2 separate regions of the Mus musculus genome follow, and region 1 is linked to region 2. Evidence: chromatin contacts called from public promoter capture Hi-C data. All regions are on one chromosome and are shown on one strand. The core of a region is the stretch at or near the end of the contact, and the rest is flanking DNA. Distances in the headings are between cores, read along the strand shown. Region 1 overlaps Reln (reelin). Region 2 holds the start of Slc26a5 (solute carrier family 26, member 5).

The links. Promoter capture Hi-C pulls out the DNA fragments that hold promoters and counts their contacts.
Region 1: a promoter capture Hi-C map of hippocampal neurons shows a contact between it and region 2, with 3 times the contacts expected there. The contact joins the enhancer-like site here to the promoter of Slc26a5 in region 2. A contact is called at or near these places in 14 of 39 promoter capture datasets (the 3T3-L1 cell line, the HPC-7 cell line, HPC-7-derived erythroid cells and 7 more) and 1 of 9 other capture datasets (pancreatic islet).

What each region holds. Positions count from the first base shown.
Region 1 is chr5:22,327,035-22,331,489 of GRCm38.p6, reverse strand. All of the region lies in intron 1 of Reln (reelin), which reads left to right. Among named protein-coding and RNA genes, the nearest start is that of Reln, 15 kb to the left of the region's middle. Within about 2 kb of position 2,604, at least 9 of the 459 cell types and tissues checked have an H3K27ac peak or open chromatin away from gene starts, as enhancers often do.
Region 2 is chr5:21,864,334-21,868,653 of GRCm38.p6, reverse strand. Slc26a5 (solute carrier family 26, member 5) reads left to right here and starts at 3,050. Exons shown (of 20, transcript NM_030727.5): 1 at 3,050-3,124.

The DNA of each region.
Region 1 (4,455 bases), core at 1,355-3,854, 460 kb before region 2:
TGTCTGGGTCTCTTGCATGTTAACGGTGCAGTCTGATTGTCTGTCTTGCAGGAACTCACCTTCTAGTCTGCTGACTGCTCTTCACTAGACCACCAGGGATCTTGTTCTTAGCCTCCTTCAGGGACTTATGAGAGTACACATGGCTCTGCCTTCAGTTGTACTATCAGAAACCCATCTCAGCGTTCACTAGGAAATGTCACAAGGCTTCTTTCAGGACCAAGGCAGAGCTTGTCACGGTGGACCGTCCTTTTTTCTCTGACACATCCTCAGTGGACTTCTGAGGCTCTGATTTGGTCCTTGCCTGCCTGACTACAGAGTCAGAGGACTCAGGGTTGTCTTTGCTGCTTTCTCTCTTCATCTGCCCTTTTCTCCCCAGCGATGTCATCTGTCCTAACACTTTAAGTGCCATCTACACACCGTTAACTCCCAAACAACTGTTCTCTGCTTAAGCTTGTTACCGCTGACTTAATGCCTGCACTTGGCTGTCTGCCCAGAGCTTCCTGAACCTCTTCATCATGACATCCCTTCACAAGCTCCTTCTGGAGTCTCCCCAACTCTCCACATGACAACTTGCTGTCTGGAGATAGCCAGCCCTCTTCATCGTTGTCTAATGGCCCCTTCCGGTCCCCACTCTAAGGCTTTGCAGCTGTATTTTCTAGCCCTCTGGGTCTGCCCCTGCCTAGCACAGCCAGCTTCTCCTCACCCTCCTTGACTCTGCCTTGTGCTCAGTGGTTTGGGCATCCAGCTAGGACCAGGCTGGTGCTGTTCTCTGCTGCATACTGTCTACCTCAGGCCGCCCCAGGCTTCCTACCCAGCATTCCATTCAGTTTGCCATTTCCACAAACAAGGTGGCCAGAGTTTGAATGATAAATCATAAGGTAATTTTACCTGTATCTTTTGTTCCTCAGTCTCCTAGAGAAAAAGATGGAAATCCCATTCTGTGGCCTACGGGACTTGGCGGTGACAATCTCCAGTTTCTTTTCTGATGTCCTATTTGTCTTTTTTCTCATCTGTCTTCCACAGAAATCACGAGGGCTTCATCTCTCTCCTAAAGTGTGGTAGGATTCTACTACCTCAGCGATTTTACATTTGCAGTCCTCCTGGTTAGCATGCATATCCCAGGATTGCCTCGTGCTTGGTCTCAGAGATTCCAGCCATAGTCAGCTCTAACCTCAGTGAGCTCTCCCTGGCCACATGACCTAAGGCAGGCCCCCTTCTTTCCCAGTGCTCATATTTCCATGGGCTACCTTATTTCTCTTTGTATAGTGTCAGACATGTCACTGAACAAAAATCATGTGTGGGATTTCCTTAAGAGTTATAATTGTCTGAATGTGATAATTCCAAAAGAGTAATTAAAAAGATGATTTATAAAGATGTATGTAAGTGTACAGTTCCTGACTTTGACTGTTGGGTGGATACTAACAATGCCTAACAAATCTGAAAGTCACATTTTCATTTTCCCACCCTCCATAGTACAAAATTCTCATGACTTCTGTGAGACCATGCAAGGCTATTTATAGCAGCTTTTGGGCTGGCCTTACTTTAACTATATGTTAGCATATCCCAAAAGTTCTCATAGCAATTAGTAACTATAATTATTAATAGAAACTATAATGGATTTTACGTTCTTGTTCCCAGAAGCTTGTCTGTGCTGTACCATAAATAAAACCGAAGCAATCTTGATGAATGGGAGATAGTTTTTATTTAAATTTTCATCTGGATGGGAATAAATAATTGGAGGACAGACTAAAATAGTTCCAGCAGATATGCAGCAACCATATATAAAACACGTAAAAATAACAACTTAAAAGTTGTACCAAAAATTCATCTTCTAAGAAAAAGTGTTCCTGACTAGGGATAGTTGATTAGAGAATAGCATTTGAGACAGGTGCTTTGTGCTTTGTGTCAAGGAATTAACACCTCTGGATCCTGCGTTATGTGGCTGTGGGCCAGCAACCTTTGCCTTATCTGTTAAATCCTTTGCTTATTTTAAAACATGTTTGATAGCTTCATCATTTCTAGGATAGATTTTAGCTGAGTTCATCACCATTTTCCTCTCTGTAACCTACTCCACTGCTGAAATCTGTATTTCTAATATGTTTCTCTCCAACTTTAATCACACCTACAGGTGTGTGGTGTATGTGATGTGTGTGTGCACATGAGAGAGAGAGAGAGAGAGAGAGAGAGAGAGAGAGAGAGAGAGAGACAGACAGACAGACAGACAGACAGACAGACAGTTAGTTTAGTTAACTTCTTGCTCAAGGTTACTTTCTGGATTAGGGCTACACTACTTAAAAAAATGTCACTCCTCCCCCAATAGTCTTATTTACCATAGTCCCGCAGGGAGGGGGGTGGGGCCTTATAAGCTCCTCCACCATCCTTTTCAGTATTGATTTTAACAACTTGTTAGTAATGCTAGTAATCCTATGTAATATATTCAGTATTTCCCCAGTTTTCCATTATGAATTTTCTTTATATGAAAATTCCATGTTCCTATATGTCAAAGGAACATGGAATTGTCTTATGTGTGTTTCGGCTTTGAGCTGTAGTAGATGTCTATTGCTGATTCATTATTGTTGAACTCATAGCATGGTGAGTCAGCCTGAGCGTGCTGTGTCTGTAATGCATCACAGCCTTGCTGTTCTAGGAGCACTGGCAAAGCTACAGCAGTGTCTTTGGAGGTCTTTACACATTGGAATCATCAAGGAAACCCCCAGGAGAAAAGTGTAGCAAGAAAGCTTGTGAAAAGGATACTTGTTTACCGTTTCATAATCTTTGTAACATTGGGGGCCGAAACTTTCCGTGTTTCCTGTGTTGGCAAAGAATGGGCTGTGTATTGTACAAAGAAGTACCTCAACCAGAAGGCAACACAGTTTCGTTCTGGAAAAAAGGGTGTGCCACCACCCACACTGAGCAAGCAGCATACTCGGACAGGAAGGTCACTTAGCTTTGCTTCTGACACAGGTGGTGGGTGACTGTGTTTCCCACTGATGGGAGCTGGGATCTCAATCTGTCATGTGGCTTCATGGTAATTGGTTTGAAGGAAGTGAAGGAAAGGCAGAGAGGCTAGCCACCTTTGATAGAAAAAAAGTTTCATTCAATTGTATATGAACTAAGTAAAGGGACAGCTTTGTTTGACCTCAGTTGGGAACTTTATTTTGCTCAGAGATGACTAAAAATGAACCATGAGATTTGATCTTGGAACTGTCAGTAAACTTACAAACCAGGAACTTGTTCATAAGAATGGGGTGCATTGTATACCACTGTAAGAGTTACATAGCCCAAGTCACCTTCCTTTCAAAGGACCACCTCTCCTAGTCCTCTCTCCCTCCATATATGTGGATGTCGAGGCAGGATGCTGATAAGGGAAGTCAGGGGGGTTGTGGTGAGCTCATTTTTGTGGTGTCTTATGACCTCAGTTTTATGAAGACTACCAAAAAGTTCTCATATGCTTTCTACTATTTTCCAGAGGACTTAACTTATTAATTGCATATAAGTATAAAACATTTAAATATATAAGCATAAATATATTTCCATATATTTATATATATCACACACAGTAAAGGGGCTCATTATTGTTTCATACATACACATGATGTCTAATGTGTTTGGATCTTAGCTACCTTTCTGTCCCCTTCTCTCACATTGATTCTCTTTATCTTCCCAGTCAGGCTTCCTTTTAGTTAACGTGTGTTCGTTTTTATGCATGATGACTTAATGAGCTTGCTTAGGGTTGATCACCTGAACATGCGCGGGGTTTATTTCCTGGTGCATGGCATGACCTGTACCACTGAAGTAAATGTCTTACTCTTTCCCAGGTACCACCAACTGCCAGTAAATCCTCATGGAGGGCTGGGATCTCTTGAGTCCCTCCCTACACCATACGAGATTATCTTATGCAACTACGTGTTGTATATAGTTGCCATTGTGTGAGTTTATGAGTACAAGTCCTGTGCCCAGGAGACAAAATTGCACAGCAACTCACCCATTGCTCTGGCTCTTATATTCTTTTTAAAATTTCACGTGTTTTGATACAAATGAGTGTTTTGTGGATGTATGAACAACACTTGCCTGCAGTACCCAACCAGGCCAGAAGAGGGCATCAGATCTCCTGAGCCAGGAGTTATAGATGGTTGTGAGCTGCCATGTGAGCCTGGGTATGGAATTTGGGGCCTTGAAAGAGCCATCTCTCCAGCCCCTGACTCTGATATTCTCTTTGCCCCTGTCTGTGATACACCCTGAGCCATGAGGGCTTGGTATAGCTATCACCTTAGGGGTGAATCTCCAGCTGCCCCTTAGTCTCAGCAAGCTCACCGGTCGGTTATGGCTCTATGTTTGTGCACTGCCCACTGCAGAGAGAAGCTTCTCTGACCAGAGCAGACAACAGCACTAACCTATGAAGAGAAAATAACATTCAGAGGGCAGGCTGGTGGCCTGAGTTAGCTCCCCACTAGG
Region 2 (4,320 bases), core at 1,801-4,300:
ACCTCATGGTACCTTCTCCAAAATTGACCATATAATCAATCACAAAACAGGCCTCAACTGACAAGAAGATTGAAATAATGCTGTGTGTCCTATCAGATCACCATGGTCTAAGGCTGGTCTTCAATAGCAACAACAACAACAACAGAAAGCCCACATACACGTGAAAGCTGAACAACACTCTACTACTCAATGATAACTTGGTCAAGGAAGAAAGAAAGAAAGAAATTAAAGACTTTTTAGAGTTTAATGAAAAGGAAGATACAACATACCCGAACTTATGGGAAAAAAATCAACAAGGTAAATAAACCCTTAGCCAGACTAACCAGAGGGCACAGAGACAGTATCCAAATTAACAAAATCAGAAATGAAAAGGAAGATATAACAACAGAAACTGAGGAAATTCAAAAAATGATCAGATCCTACTTCAAAAGCCTATATTCAACAAAACTGGAAAATCTGAATGAAATGGACAATTTCCTAGACAGATGTCAAATACCAAAGTTAAATCAGGATCAGATAAATAATCTAAACAGTCCTATAACCCCTAAAGAAATAGAAGCAGTCATTAAAAGTCCCCCCCCCCAAAAAAAAAAAACAAAACAAAACAAACAAAAAAAAAAAAAAAAAAAACCCAGGGCCAGATAGATTTAGTGCAGAATTCTATCAGACCTTCAAAGAAGACCTAATACCAATATTCTTCAAACTGTTCCACAAAATAGAAACAGAAGGAACACTACCCAGTTTATTCTATGAAGCCAGTTTTGCTGTGTATTCTCCCTTGGAGACAGAACAGTGTCTGTCTAATCAGGAACTTGTCACAATTTCCTTTCATAGAGGGCTTCATAAGAGATTTTTTTCTATTTCTACTAATATCATGCTTAATGTTCCAAAGAGATTTTAAAAACTGGTTGAGTGCATATTACTTTTAGCTTCAGAAGATATCATCTATATTTAAGAGGCATTTAACTATTATAAATTATTTTGATGACTTTAAAAATGTCAATACTGGCTGGGCGGTGGTGGTGCACACCTTTAATCCCAGCACTTGGGAGGCAGAGGCAGGTGGATTTCTAAATTCAAGGCCAGCCTGGTCTACAAAGTCAGTTTCAGGACAGCCAGGGCTATACAGAGAAACCCTGCCTCGAAAAACCAAAAAGAAAAAAGAAATGAAAAAAAAATGTCAATACTGAGTTGTATATTTTAAAATAAATTTCATTAGTTTAATAAAAAATGAAAATAAGAAATAAATAATGATGCAAGCCCTGCCATGCAGTGGTGGTGCATGCCTTTCATCCCCGGACTCAGGAGGCAGAGGCAGACAGATCTTTGTGAGTACAAGGCCAGCCTGGTCTACAGAGCAAGTTCCAGGACATCCAAGGCTACACAGAGAAACCCTGTCTCAAAACCAAACACAAAAGAATTAAAATATAAATACATGCATAAATAAATAAAGATGGGTGGGCACAGCACCTGAAACTCAAACTATAAACATCTCTGAGCCAAGTAAACACCCGTATTAGGGTGAAAGGTGTCACTTGATAATTATTTTAGGGTTCTGGGTGCTGCCCTAGCAGTAGTGTTTAATCTGTCCATTCACAACGGTTCTACACAAGTATGGCTCTCGAGCAGCCTGGGTACTTGTGGGGTGAGGGTAGAAACGCTTAGCTTAGGGCTCCACTCCAGACCTACAGAATCCAACTCAGCATCGTTAACTGGGTCCATGGGTGCTGCGGGTATACTTATAGCCTCAGAAGAATTAAGCTACAAGGCCAGTATGTGACAAGGCAATCTTAAAATGACAACGGCCAAGTTCCAAATAACTGACAGCAAGACAGCCAGTTTCTCCTTGGAAAACTTCCCCACAAGGACTTGTGGAACTGTCCACAACGTTCTAGGGGGAAAAAACCTGTTTTACAACATGCCCAGATTCCAGTACTCCCAGTAGCAGGCGGCCTGTCTCCCTGATGCACTTAAACAGAGCTCCCTCCTGTGAAACAGGAATCTGTAGCCCTTCCCTGCATACAGGAACCCAGGCAATGTCACCCCAGGCCTTGACCAGTCAGGCTGGTTTCCCTGTGAGTAGCAACAGCAACTGATGCTCTTTCAGCTTTAAGAGGGCGCCACAGTCGGTCATATGACACTACATCTTGCAACCCCAGAAAGAACAAATCAAAAAAGAAGCATTTCTGATGAACCAATCATAAGCTTTGCTAAGCCATACAAGCAGAGCTGGCTGTGCATTGAAATCGTTTCCGCCCCTCACCTTGTGGATGCTGGCATTAGCCAGGGCTTGCAAATCCTAGCTGTTGGGAGTTAACAGCATTTCTTTCTCGCTCCTTTCTCTTTCATTCCTCTTTTCTCTTCGCCCTCTTTCTTTGTACCAAATAACATGGTAATCTGCACCAGCGCTTTGTGAATTCTAACTCCAATGCCCGTAAAAGAACCACCTGCTGCTCAAAGCTTAAAGAAAAACACCTTCAATTGTCATCCGTTCCCTAAAATGTATAATTGGCTGATGCCCGAGTCAACTAATGATTATACTTATTTCATTTACATAATACCAAACCACACTTTCTTTTTATTTATTTATTTATTTTAATTAGGTATTTTTTTTATTTACATTTCAAACGCTATCCCAAAAGTCCCCCAGACCCTCCCCCACACACACACTCCCCTACCCACCCACTCCCACTTCTTGGCCCTGGCATTCCCCCACCCCACCCCCACCCCCGTACTGAGGCATATAAACAAACCACACTTTCTATTGAATGCTCCTGCAGCCTCCCCAAAGAAAGCTATTCAAATTCTACACTGACAAACTCGCCAGCCACGACGGCATGAGAGCTGACTGTCAGCCCAGTCACCCGTGTCCTTGTAGATAATTGTACCCAAATCTAGTTTTCCCAGTGCATCTTAGAAAGTTCTAGATGTTTGAGAGGAGATCTGTGGAGACCAGGGAAGCCGGAATCCCGGGCTGCGAGGCGAGGCGGGGCGGTCTCGAGTTACAGCTCCACCACCCACTGGGCCACCCGCACCTCCTCGAGAGCTCGCACCTGGACAGTGAAGTGGAGTTCACTGCAGCGGCGGCTCCGCCCAGCGCAGCCCCGGGCAGCGCTGGTGGCCGGTGAGTACGCGGGTGGGCGGGCGGCCAGGGTCCCGGGCTGTCTGGAGGGGACCTCTGGCCCACCAGACCCTGGGCTCTGACTGTCACCTCCTCTCCTATGGGCCTGATTCTTGTTCTCGTCTCCTACTAATGACCTGACTGCCTGTATCCAGCATCCTGTTCCCACACCCTGTAGGGTAAGATTATCAAGAAGCTCTCTCATCCAACAAACTTCCCCAAACCCTTTTGCCCTCTCAGCTCGTTGGGGATGCTTTGATTGGCGGGACCTCTTGAGGTCTCTTTGATGTTCGCCTTGACTTCATCATTTCCAGTGTGCCCTGGGCTGGCCTTGTCCAGGGACCCTCTTAGCTCTAGCTTGTTTGCATCCACTCCTCTGCAGAGCATCTACTTCCAGTTTAGTCGGGTGGACTCTGCTAGCACCTGCGTATTCTGGGTTCCAGGAATGGGCCCCCTGCTAAACACTCAATAAAGCGTGAACTCTGTCTTCTACTTCACAATTAGTAAAGTGGATTGCTGTGCGCTTTCCTGCCCTGAAATTGGTGTTGGTCTCTGGCCCAAAAATCCTATGCATCACCAAATCCCTTAGGTGGCAGGTGCTCTTGTGTAGTGTTTCTGCAGTGTTTGTAGTCGGTAGAAGCCCTTAGTGTTCAACCAACTTTACTGGTGATAACTCTGCCTCCTTTAGCTTGCCCATGGGCCAATCTCTGCCCAGGACACAAGCTTGACTTTCTTGGTGAACTATCTTGCATGCTAAGATAGAAAAACTGCCAGGATCTGCTGGCCCTGGTCTGACATGAAGAAGGAAGGGGGAGATGCAGACCTGTGAGGGGCTTGTGATACCGCTAGAACTAGAACTAACAATAACAATACTAATAATAGTAGTGATAATGTAACGTCAACAACAACCAAAAATGGAAGTTTGGGGGAAGATTCAGCTGTTTCCTATCTGAAAAGGAGAATTGTATGCATTAGATATCAATGTATTATCTACCAGGAGTGTCCAACGTTTGACATTATGACTTGACATCAACACTAATGTGTTGGGCTTTGCTCGTTGCTATCATGGGATGCATGAGCCCCATGGCCCAAGGTACTGTAAGTTAAATGCACAGCAAGGCATAAAAATGGAGGCAAATCTGAGATATGCAATAGGAAGTCTAAGCATTTTTAAAAAAAATAAAATAAAATAAAATTTG